Linked DNA regions of Mus musculus: regions 1 and 3 are each linked to region 2. Evidence: chromatin contacts called from public Hi-C and promoter capture Hi-C data. All regions are on one chromosome and are shown on one strand. The core of a region is the stretch at or near the end of the contact, and the rest is flanking DNA. Distances in the headings are between cores, read along the strand shown.

Region 1 (3,462 bases), core at 853-3,352, 300 kb after region 2:
TGTCAACTCAATAAATGTCTTATTGTGTCAAATATTAGCAGCAGTATGGAACAACAAAAATTAATGGCAATTTATACTTGTAACACCTTTTTTGACTAGATGCCTTAGCATGGACAAATAACATGTATATACAGATGGTTCAATAATCCTTTTTCCAATACCTGGCTGGGAGAAAGAAGGGAGGCCTTCATGATTCTGTTCCTGTCTTTGGCACTGTTTTGAGTTGTAAAGTTCAGTCAATGAAGGAATTCCATATATAAATTCATTCTAATTATGTTTTGCAGGGATTGGGGACTCAATTGGTAAAGTGCTTATCCTGCAAACTGGCAAGACTCAACACCCAGAGATAAAATCCCATGTACAAGGAGATGAATGGACCTGTAATCCTAGCACTGGGGACCAAGGTCACTGAAGCTTCCAGGCCATCTACTCTAGCTTAATCAGTTAGCTTTAGGTTCAGTGAGAGACCTTGTCAAAAGGTAAGGTAGAAAGGTATTGAGTAAATCATACATTGTTAACCAATATGTAACCATTTATGTATATCTATACAAAAATGTCCACATATGAACACACACACACACACACATCTTAGAAATATCTTCATATTATGGTGTAAAGTGCAAAAGCATGCAGTGATGTTTTAAGTTACTTTAAATAATCTCACAAAACAATTTAATTTGTTATATAATATGAGTTTATAGATAAAATTTGATAAGAAATGAATAACAGGGATCAAATATACACAATACACAACATAGGTTATGCTCTGAGTGGTATGGCTAAAACCAAGATATGCATATCCAATTGATCACACAACTTACATCATGGGTAGCAAAACAATGGAGAGAATTTGAGTGGACTTTTTGTCTTTATGTTATATTACAATCCTTAAGAACGTACCTTTTGTTTTGTAACCTTCCAATAATATTTTTAGGTGAATATTTAAGGCCCCCCTTACAGATGAGGAAATGTCACAGAAATAATGGTTGCCTTGCTTAATGAATAATAGAAGCAGATCTTTGATTTTATTTTCTTCCACATTACATGGAAACACCTAGGACTTTGTAACATCAAAACTTCTCCAGGAAAACATGCATTCTGAAGGGAAAGATTAAGAATTGGTTACTATTTGCTAATGGAAACTTCAAGTAGAAACATGTTGAAAATACAGTGTGATGAGACAATTTATCAGACTAAATTATGAGAAAAAGCAGTATCTAACATTTACACAGCTAGAAGCTCCTATGAGAAAATCAGAGAAGGCGAGGAGGAAGCCCAGAATGGAAACTCAACTTCCAGGGAGAGGAAGTGGTCAGTAGAGGGCATGTGCTGAAAAGTGATGGCAAGAGAAGCCTTTAATGTGTTTGCAGTTTGGTGACAGAGCTCATTTCCTGACTAACAAGGAGACTTGGTGAATAAGAGGAAGCAAGAATACAAATGCAGAAGGACAGTGTGACACGAATAAACTTAATAGTGTTCCACTTCCTCCCAACATTAACCGTGGCAATAGAGGATGTATCATCAAAACTTCTCCAGGAAAACATGCATTCTGAAGGGAAAGATTAAGAATTGGTTACTATTTGCTAATGGAAACTTCAAGTAGAAACATGTTGAAAATACAGTGTGATGAGACAATTTATCAGACTAAATTATGAGAAAAAGCAGTATCTAACATTTACACAGCTAGAAGCTCCTATGAGAAAATCAGAGAAGGCGAGGAGGAAGCCCAGAATGGAAACTCAACTTCCAGGGAGAGGAAGTGGTCAGTAGAGGGCATGTGCTGAAAAGTGATGGCAAGAGAAGCCTTTAATGTGTTTGCAGTTTGGTGACAGAGCTCATTTCCTGACTAACAAGGAGACTTGGTGAATAAGAGGAAGCAAGAATACAAATGCAGAAGGACAGTGTGACACGAATAAACTTAATAGTGTTCCACTTCCTCCCAACATTAACCGTGGCAATAGAGGATGTATCATTTTGTGTGTGTGTGTGTGTGTGTGTGTGTGTGTGTGTGTGTGTGTGTGTATCAAAAAGAACTGGAAGCAGAGGCTCAACCAGATACTTGCACAACAATGTGTAGGTCAGCACCCTCCATAACCCCCCAAGGGAAGAAACAACCCACTGTCCCCTGACAGATGAACAAAATGTGGCATATTCACACAGCAGAACTCTGGCCAAACTTGAGAAAAGAAGGTAACTTGGACAGAGGCTAGACACTTATGAACCTAAATGAAATAAACCAGACACAGGAGAGCAAAGACCATGTGAGTCCATTTATGTATAGTACCTAGAATAGTCAAGTCCTGGAAATAGAATAGTGGTTGCTAGGGAGCACAGGGAGGGCAGGTTGTTGTTCAGTGTTCATAGATGAGAAAGTCCTGAAGGCTAAGAGCTAAAGGTTCCAAAAATGTGGATGCACTTGATGGCTTCAGAAGGTACAGATAACATGCTAAAATGGTGAAATCTATGTTACATTTGATACAAACATAGAAGAAAGACACGAGGAAACAGTGTTGGTAATTACCTCAAAAAATTCAGATGAAGAAAAAGAGAGCAGTAGGCTGGATTAGTTAGCCAGAGCAAAAGTTGGGAAGCTGGCAAAACCTCAAGCATAGTCACCAAAATAAATGCACAGAAGCATAAATGCTCATCTTCTAGACAGAAGAGACAGAGTACTGATGTCAGGAAAGAGACGTAACTTCTGTGGTCCACCCATTATCTAAAATGGTAATATTTCAAGATTTTCTCACAGTAGAAGCATGAGAACAATTGGCACCAAACCCTACTTATGCCAGTGAGTGTTTTCTGTGTCCTTACCATGAACATTAATTACATCACCATGAGATCTATTTTCTTCTTGAATTGCCAAGAGTGTTCGCCTTTTCCTTTTGAGGGAGTCCTTCATGGCTTCTCTTGGTACATTAAAGTGGGTAGAGCATCACTATTCTAGAATGTTGGGGTCGTTATCAAGTAAAACAGGGTTACTTGAGTACAGGTCCTAAGACAGTGTGGCAGGGCTACTAAGAACCAAAGTAGATAATAATTGACTGTGGGTAGGTAGTGCGCACAATGTGGGTCCACTAGGCACATAGAGGGAGTCTGGCATGGGATTTCATCATGCACAGAATTCTGGCAACTTAAAATTATATATCTGTTTTAGTTAGGGTTTTATGCTGTAAAGAGACACCATGACCATGGCAACTCTTGTAAAGGAAAACATTTGGTTGGGACTGGCTTATAGTTCAGAGGTTTACAGTCCATTATTTTCATGGTGGGAAGCATCGCAGCATGCAAGCAGACAGACATGATGCTAGAGAAGAAGCTGAGAGTTCTACATCTTGATCCACAGGCAACAGGAGACTGTGTGCCACACTAAGTATAGCTTGAGCATAGGAGATATCAAAGCCCACCCCCACAGTGACACACTTCCTCTAACAAGGCCACACATAATCCTCATAGTGTCAC
Region 2 (3,448 bases), core at 508-3,007:
GAAAAACATTGCCAAAAATTAAAGCTAAATTTTTAAAAGAGGCTGGCTAGGCTTCCTTTTTTTTTTTTTTTTTTTTTTTTTTTTATCAATGACAACTGACTAAGCACATAACAAGAGACAGAAGATGCAATGTCCAAATAGAAGGAAAAATCAGCAAATCCTTTACAAAGATGCAAAGATTCTCCTACAGTTACATTCAATGCCTAGTGTCATAGACTGCTCAAAACAACAGCAGTGCACACTCCAGGGAAGCATGCAGATTTATGCTAAACAATGTGCTTCATTTTCCTTCTTCATCTGTCCCCGTACTTGCTCACATTCTTGCTTGCCAACAAAGACAACTAATTAGAGTGAGTTAAGGAACTCAGAACACAGCCTTCAAAGTATTTAATCTTTCCAGATAAAAGAAAATACAACTATGCTAAATTTTACTATCCCTTCATAGAAAGCACTTAAAAGTTTTTGTTTAGTTGTCTTGTTTTAAAATCATCTCTGTCAAAGGTAGAGTTATTTCTACATTTAACGTTCTTAGGTTCAAACATTTGACAAGCACTGCACCATCTACCAAGGTATCAGCATTTCAATTAACAAAGGCTGCAAGAGTCTATGTTGACACAGGACAAAGAGCAGATAGACTATCTAGTTAATCAACTACCCAGTAATCTCTACAAACAAGTGTGTTGCACCTGCTTTAACATTTATCCTCCAAGGAACACAGAAATAACAGGAAATGTAACAAATCTTTTAGCAAGCTTTCTCTCCTCTTCCCTATTCCTCTGTAAACTACTAAGGCTCTTCAAGGCCTCTTCCTGCTCAGCCATCCTCAGGTCTGACATTCCCTCACCATATCCCATTCTTAGCTCTTGTATTTAAAGTCTATTTTTATCCCTTCTCTGTTGTCCATCTTCAGTGGTCTTCACATATCTCAGGGCAGCTCACTCATTGAGTTTCAGTTCCAGTTTCAAGGTTTGTGTGTGTGTGTGTGTGTGTGTGTGTGTGTGTGTGTGTGTGTGTGTGTGAGAGAGAGAGAGAGAGAGAGAGAGACTGTGTTCACTTCTCAAGGAATTCACATCAGTAGTATCCACTGTCTTCTTGTGTTTCTCCACTTAAATTTCCTTTAGGTGACATTTTGTTGTTGTTATGGCTAAAGAGAATGAAGTCAAGGTTAGAAGGATTGGTCGCAAGAATCAGTAACTACAGGGCCACCAATGGAGCAAAGGTTTATAGGGAAGATGTCTGGTACTTTTAAAATTTTTATGAAGGAAGAGTCGGAATAAGATATTAAATTTGTCTTAGCAAACACAGGTTCTTTTCCTTCAGCGTTAGACTGTTATTTAACCTCTTTCTCATTCATTGGCTTCCTCTCCGGTGCTGTAATTTTCTCTCATTATTTACATAGGATGACTGCATATTTACTCTAGATGGGAAAGAAAATATATATTGAAAGACCTTTGTCATTGAACTAGCAACGAGGCTTTAATCTACTAAGAATAGTCTTTTAGTGCCCTAAATCTTTTTATCTTTCTGTGAATTACCACTTGGTGTGCCAAGGCCAAACATCAAAGGGGCCACAGACTTACCCAACAGTTAAGTGGGCTAGCTGCTTTGGGTGTTTCTGCTAATTGGTTGATAAAAGCCTCTCCAGAGCCAGAACTTCTGAGTGATCAGATGATAGAAGGCAGTGTGTACAGGAAGTCTCAGAAATTCCCATCCCCCTGCCCTTCCCCCACACCACTGTGCTGCTGTTGCCTCTGAAGCTGGACTGGAATGATGTGTGTCCCATGATTTCACATATTTGGCAGCACCTTGACAGGGTTGGCTTGCCTGCCTGCTTGCTTGTTTTGCTAAAGTTTGCTCTTCAGGATAAAACCTCACAAAGATCAATTTATGAGGGCTGAGAAGATTTATGTCCCTGGGTTCAGAAAATTGTTACCCGATCTGTATCATCCCTTCTGAAGATGCTAAAAAGAAAAGCTTTTTCCATGAGGACCAGTGCCTGTCCAAGCAGCTACCCTTCTTATTCATTCTTTATTGAACTTGCTTTGTGCCTTGATTTATGCCTGAAAATCAAAATCACAGTGCTTACTGTGTTAATAAAAGTCACCATAGCTGTTCCCAGGATCATCCTACTCCTATACAAACAATTCAAAGTAGATACATGCTGCAAATACCTCAGAAGCCACCTCAGAAGACTGAGACATACAACACACCACATCATAGCAAGAAAAAATAATTGCTGACACACGGAAAAATGCAGACTGACCTCAAAATCGTTATGCTGAGTGCATGAAATCTTACCTCAAAATACAGATTGTGTGATTCTCCTCACAGAGAATTCTAGTAATTGAAAATACAAAGAAATCAGAAAAGCATTTTCCACCCTGAATGAAAGTGGGCATTAATTAACCATGAAAAGAAAGGGGGCAGTTTCTGAGACCATTACAATATGGATGTTAATTAGGGCACATTCATTTGTTGTGACAGAACTTAATTCTGTGCATTCACAAGTATTTAAAACAAGTAAATAAAAATGTTTATTTTACTTACTTTAGTAAATAAAGGGCAGAGTAGGGTGGGGTGGGGCTATGGGAGGGTCTGAAGCATCCTATACACACTAAATCTAAATATTTAATTAATGATATACACAAAAGTATACAGAAAAGTTTTATTACTTTTGAAATGTATCACAAAATAAAATGTATTGAATTGATAATGTAGAAGAATAGGATGTATGTGTGTATGTGTGTGTGTTTGTGTGTGTATGTGTGTGTATGTGTGCATGAGTGCACATATGTACAGTAAATGAAATTAAATGCTAATGACAAATAAGTTTTCTGGTAGTTTTATACTGTAAAATAGTCTCATCATTGTGGCATGTTTGAAGGATTTGATAAAATAATAATGAGAAAATATGAGCACAGTTCTTGTTCTGGCTCATTTATAATTATTGAATCTTATTATATTTCCTAGAATTTGGGTTCATATAATACTTTTTGGCTTATAATAAGTTTATAATGAAAACACTTCCCCCATATCTCAGGAAAACAAGGAATATAGAAGTGGAAGTCTGTAGTGGAGAGATAGTTCAGTTGGAAAAGAGCTTGCCATCTACTTACAAGGACTCATGTTCTGATCTGCTTCACCCACACAAAAGCCTGGTACTGAGGTGATATTTGCAGCCTCAGCACTGCGTATGGGGATGTGCACGGACATAGGCCTATTCTCTATGCTCATTGGCCAGCCAGACCAGAGCTCTAGTTTAGAGCTAATTTCTTTTCTTTCTTACCTTTTTTTTTTTTAATTTCATCTCACTTTCTCTGCCTTTATACGTCCCAGAACACAAACCAAGAAATGGTGTTGACCACAATAACAAGTTTTCCTACATCAATCACTACAACCAAGAGAGTCCCCTAGAGACTGAAGCAAACTTTGTCTACCTGAACCCTCT
Region 3 (3,500 bases), core at 25-2,524, 440 kb after region 2:
ATCTTGGTGTGTGTGTGTGTGTGTGTGTGTGTGTGTGTGTGTGTGTGTGTTTCTGGGATCCAACAAATGCTTTTAACAGGAAAAGCTTATCAGTCAATTCCTTTTAGTTTGTATTTTTGTAGAGGATACATTGCCACTTCTTGTCTAATACTTTAATATCGTTAAAAAATTAAAGACATTTTAAAAGAATACAATTTTTAAATCATAGATTAGCTATATAATATCTCTTCAAAGTATATTCAAGCTTCTTTTAAATATTTAATACTATTTCCCTGTCAGTTATTAATTTTTATAATTAATTTAAGTTTGTCCAAAACAAAAGTTTTTAACTTGTAAATTATTTTAATATAAGGTAATTACCAACTTTGGCTTGACTACTCATTTCCTACTATTTCACAAATTTTTCATTTAAATTAATGTTTAAATTTCTCTTATTTTGAAAGAGTAATAAAATATCTGTAGAGTTATAGGCTTTAACATGTTGATGACTTTAATGCTGTACCTGAATTATTGTTCTTTTGAATTTATGCAGCATTTCGTAGAGTGACAGAAACCCTGAAATGGACTTAATACATGTTGGTCATTCCTACACACTCATAGTTGACCTTTAAAGATATGTAGTTAAATGACAAATGTATACATGTACACAATATAATGATGTATATTTCATACCCAGTGTGAATAATAATATAGGTATGTTGTACTTTCTGAACTAAAAGATGATGATGCCCACATTATAATTTAAAAAAAAATACCCATTGGATCTTAACAGAAATCCTGAAAGATATTTAAATAAATAAGCAGATTCTCTGGGGTTTTTGTTCGTTTGTTTGGTTGGTTTGTTTTAGAAAAATAAATCAAAATTTATGTGTGATTTAAGTGATTATAAATATAAAATTTATATTTTATATTAAAATGTGATTATAAATATAACTTAACTATGATTGATCAATGAGGTTCACCAGAGTTTTAAACTTAGGAAACTTAATTCATTTCATGGAAGTACAAGCAGTTTCTTTTTATTTTTTTTCTTGTATTCTTTTTAGAATAAATATTAGAGCCATAATCAAATTACTGATTATCAAGAATACTTTTTTATTTTGATTGATTGATTGATTGATTGATTGGCAAAGTTTCACTGCATAGCCCTAGTTTCTCTGGTACTCAGAATGTAAACATGGTAGGCTTTGCACTCAGAGATGTGCCTTCCTCTGTCCTCTGTCCTAGGGTGTAAGGATTAAACAGGTTAAAGGTGTTTGCCACCCCAGAGATTTCACCACCAGGAATGACTTTTAAGGCTAACATGTGATGATAAGCTTAATAGAAATGAAGTCCTTGGGACTTGTTGACATCCCAGAATATTAAGGTCAACTAAGTCCCTGGCCACCATTATGGTTATTTTTCCATTCCTGACTTTTAGTGTTATTCTCTAAATATTGCTGAGTTTGTTACACAGATGTGGTAAAAAACAAACATGCGCCCTCTAGAGGATCTCTTCTGAAAAGCTGTGCAATAACTGTCCAGCTTTAGAGTTCCAGCATTGACGTGATTTCCCCAGGACCCCCAACAGTCACCACCTTATGAGACATGGAAATCTTCCTATTGTTTTCAATTATATTTGTTACATTTTTAAAAATAAAGACTAAACAGTGGAACTACTTATATTAAATAGATTTGAGTGCTGTGTTATAAGCTGTTTTCTTTACACTAATTAGTATTTCTGTTTTAATTGCTGTTGATATTGTTTCATTTTCTGAATGTCTTTCTATGACAAGAAATAGTTCCAAAATTGCAAACTCCATCTTCTTTGTGCCTTGTTGATACTATCCTATTTATTTAACCAAAATATTTATCATTCCATATTCACATTTCTTTGGAAATTGGCAGCTTTTTCCTATTGACTAAAGTTTATAATTATCCTACAAAAGTTGTATGAGAGATAGAATTTATGATGTTTTGGTGAATATTGCAGTGGAAATGCTACATTTTATATTAAAAGCAACTTTTATCGGTTTCCTGTTACACTGTATAAATAGCCTACTTAATGTTCACAGAGTAAGACACACAGTAGTCTTTTTTGATTGAATCTGATTTTGTGTATGGCTTAGTGTAACTGATCATTTTAATTTAGGTTTAAGAAAATCAAACTACAGGAAATACTTTAAATTTTTGACCTACAAATTTTATTTCTACATATTCAAATTAGAAAATTATCCAAAATGCCTATTGTCATATTTCCTTTGCAAAAGTATTCATAATAAGAAAGCAATGGAAATAATCTCTAGATCCACTGAAGAGTCATCCATACTGTGTGCAGTGTTTGATAACTGAGGTGCAATCGGAAATGGTGACATTGACCTCATAGAGGAAAATGAAAATGTTGAAACTGTTAAGTAAGGCATTGCTTTCTGAAAATGATAACCAAGTTGTACCCTGATCACAGCCATGCAAAAGTCTGTGCAAACTGAAAACTGCACAAAAGGAAAATATAGTCAGAACATTGCTTGGATTTTTTTTTTAAATGTGTCTGTTTCTTAAGTTCTCACCCTGTTTTAAATTATGAGATTAAATATATTGAAAAAAGTTTTTAATCTTAATTTACCAATGTAGACTACATCTAAAAGTTCTGTCTTGTTTGAATGAGATTGGTAAACTCAGACTAAAGTTTCCTCGGCATTTCAGAAAAAGAAACAGACCAAATCTGTATTTAGCAGTCTGCAGATAGACCCTTCTGCTGTTTAGCAGTCTGCAGATAGACCCTTCTGCTGGTGGTGACTGTAAGAGCGACTGTGTTTTAAAGTTGGCTTCATTCAGTCTCCAACATTCCAGAGTACATCTAATATCTGCCAGACTTTTCTTGCAAGCCTCTCACTAGTTAAACTTTTGTAATAAGCTGTCTCCTACACTATTTTCCTAAACTCAAAGTTAAAACTGCAGCAAAAATGACCAATGAATGCTAAAATCTTAGGAGAAGATGCTTTTCCATTGCATTCTGGGTAGATTCCTAGTTATCAGCTCTGGTTAACTATTTGTACAAAGCCCCTGTGTGCATTCCACAAAAGAGTGAAGTGTAAATTGTCATCAAGCAGTCCTTAACCTGTAGAAAACCATACATGCACAAACAGAACTCACAAATACACTGTCTTTAGGTCAAAGGTCTTCCTGTCAATGTGGCAAGATCGACACATAGCGTTAAGTATTCTGCTTTCAGCTCACTCTTAGACTTAGAAAGAGGGTTGTTGACGTCTGAATAGAGAGAACACCTGGACCTGTCTGAAGTCGTGTTAAATCAAGCCACAATGTTAGGTTTCGTTTAGTACTAGACATAGATTTAACACAAAATGTATTTTTATGGAGAGGTAAACTGACTTCATTGTAATGTATTTTTATTCAGAGTATCTCCTAACGTGGCCCCAGTGATTAGGCCATAGTTTGGAACATGCTCCTGGAACCTGTGTTTGGAAGGTCCCACAACTTCCCTTGGGACTCAGCTAGAAAGG

Evidence for each region. Promoter capture Hi-C pulls out the DNA fragments that hold promoters and counts their contacts. Hi-C and Micro-C count contacts between places; a contact is called where the count stands out from the background.
Region 1: a contact with region 2 is called in a promoter capture Hi-C map of liver, with 3 times the contacts expected there. The contact joins two enhancer-like sites. A contact is called at or near these places in 7 of 39 promoter capture datasets (3T3-L1-derived adipocytes, the C10 cell line, cranial neural crest and 4 more) and 2 of 115 datasets of contacts at active chromatin or transcription factors (CD8 T cells and DN3 thymocytes).
Region 3: a contact with region 2 is called in a Hi-C map of liver, with 2.6 times the contacts expected there. The contact joins two enhancer-like sites. A contact is called at or near these places in 2 of 15 datasets of contacts at CTCF or cohesin (large pre-B cells and pro-B cells), 3 of 484 Hi-C or Micro-C datasets (embryonic stem cells and liver) and 1 of 115 datasets of contacts at active chromatin or transcription factors (liver).

What each region holds. Positions count from the first base shown.
Region 1 is chr3:60,467,494-60,470,955 of GRCm38.p6, forward strand. No RefSeq gene overlaps it. Among named protein-coding and RNA genes, the nearest start is that of Mbnl1, 32 kb to the right of the region's middle. Within about 2 kb of position 2,103, at least 51 of the 459 cell types and tissues checked have an H3K27ac peak or open chromatin away from gene starts, as enhancers often do. A contact at or near this core is called in liver, where this site is marked.
Region 2 is chr3:60,168,089-60,171,536 of GRCm38.p6, forward strand. No RefSeq gene overlaps it. Among named protein-coding and RNA genes, the nearest start is that of Gm24382, 42 kb to the left of the region's middle. Within about 2 kb of position 1,758, at least 35 of the 459 cell types and tissues checked have an H3K27ac peak or open chromatin away from gene starts, as enhancers often do. A contact at or near this core is called in liver, where this site is marked.
Region 3 is chr3:60,607,812-60,611,311 of GRCm38.p6, forward strand. All of the region lies in intron 4 of Mbnl1 (muscleblind like splicing factor 1), which reads left to right. Among named protein-coding and RNA genes, the nearest start is that of Mbnl1, 110 kb to the left of the region's middle. Within about 2 kb of position 1,275, at least 9 of the 459 cell types and tissues checked have an H3K27ac peak or open chromatin away from gene starts, as enhancers often do. A contact at or near this core is called in liver, where this site is marked.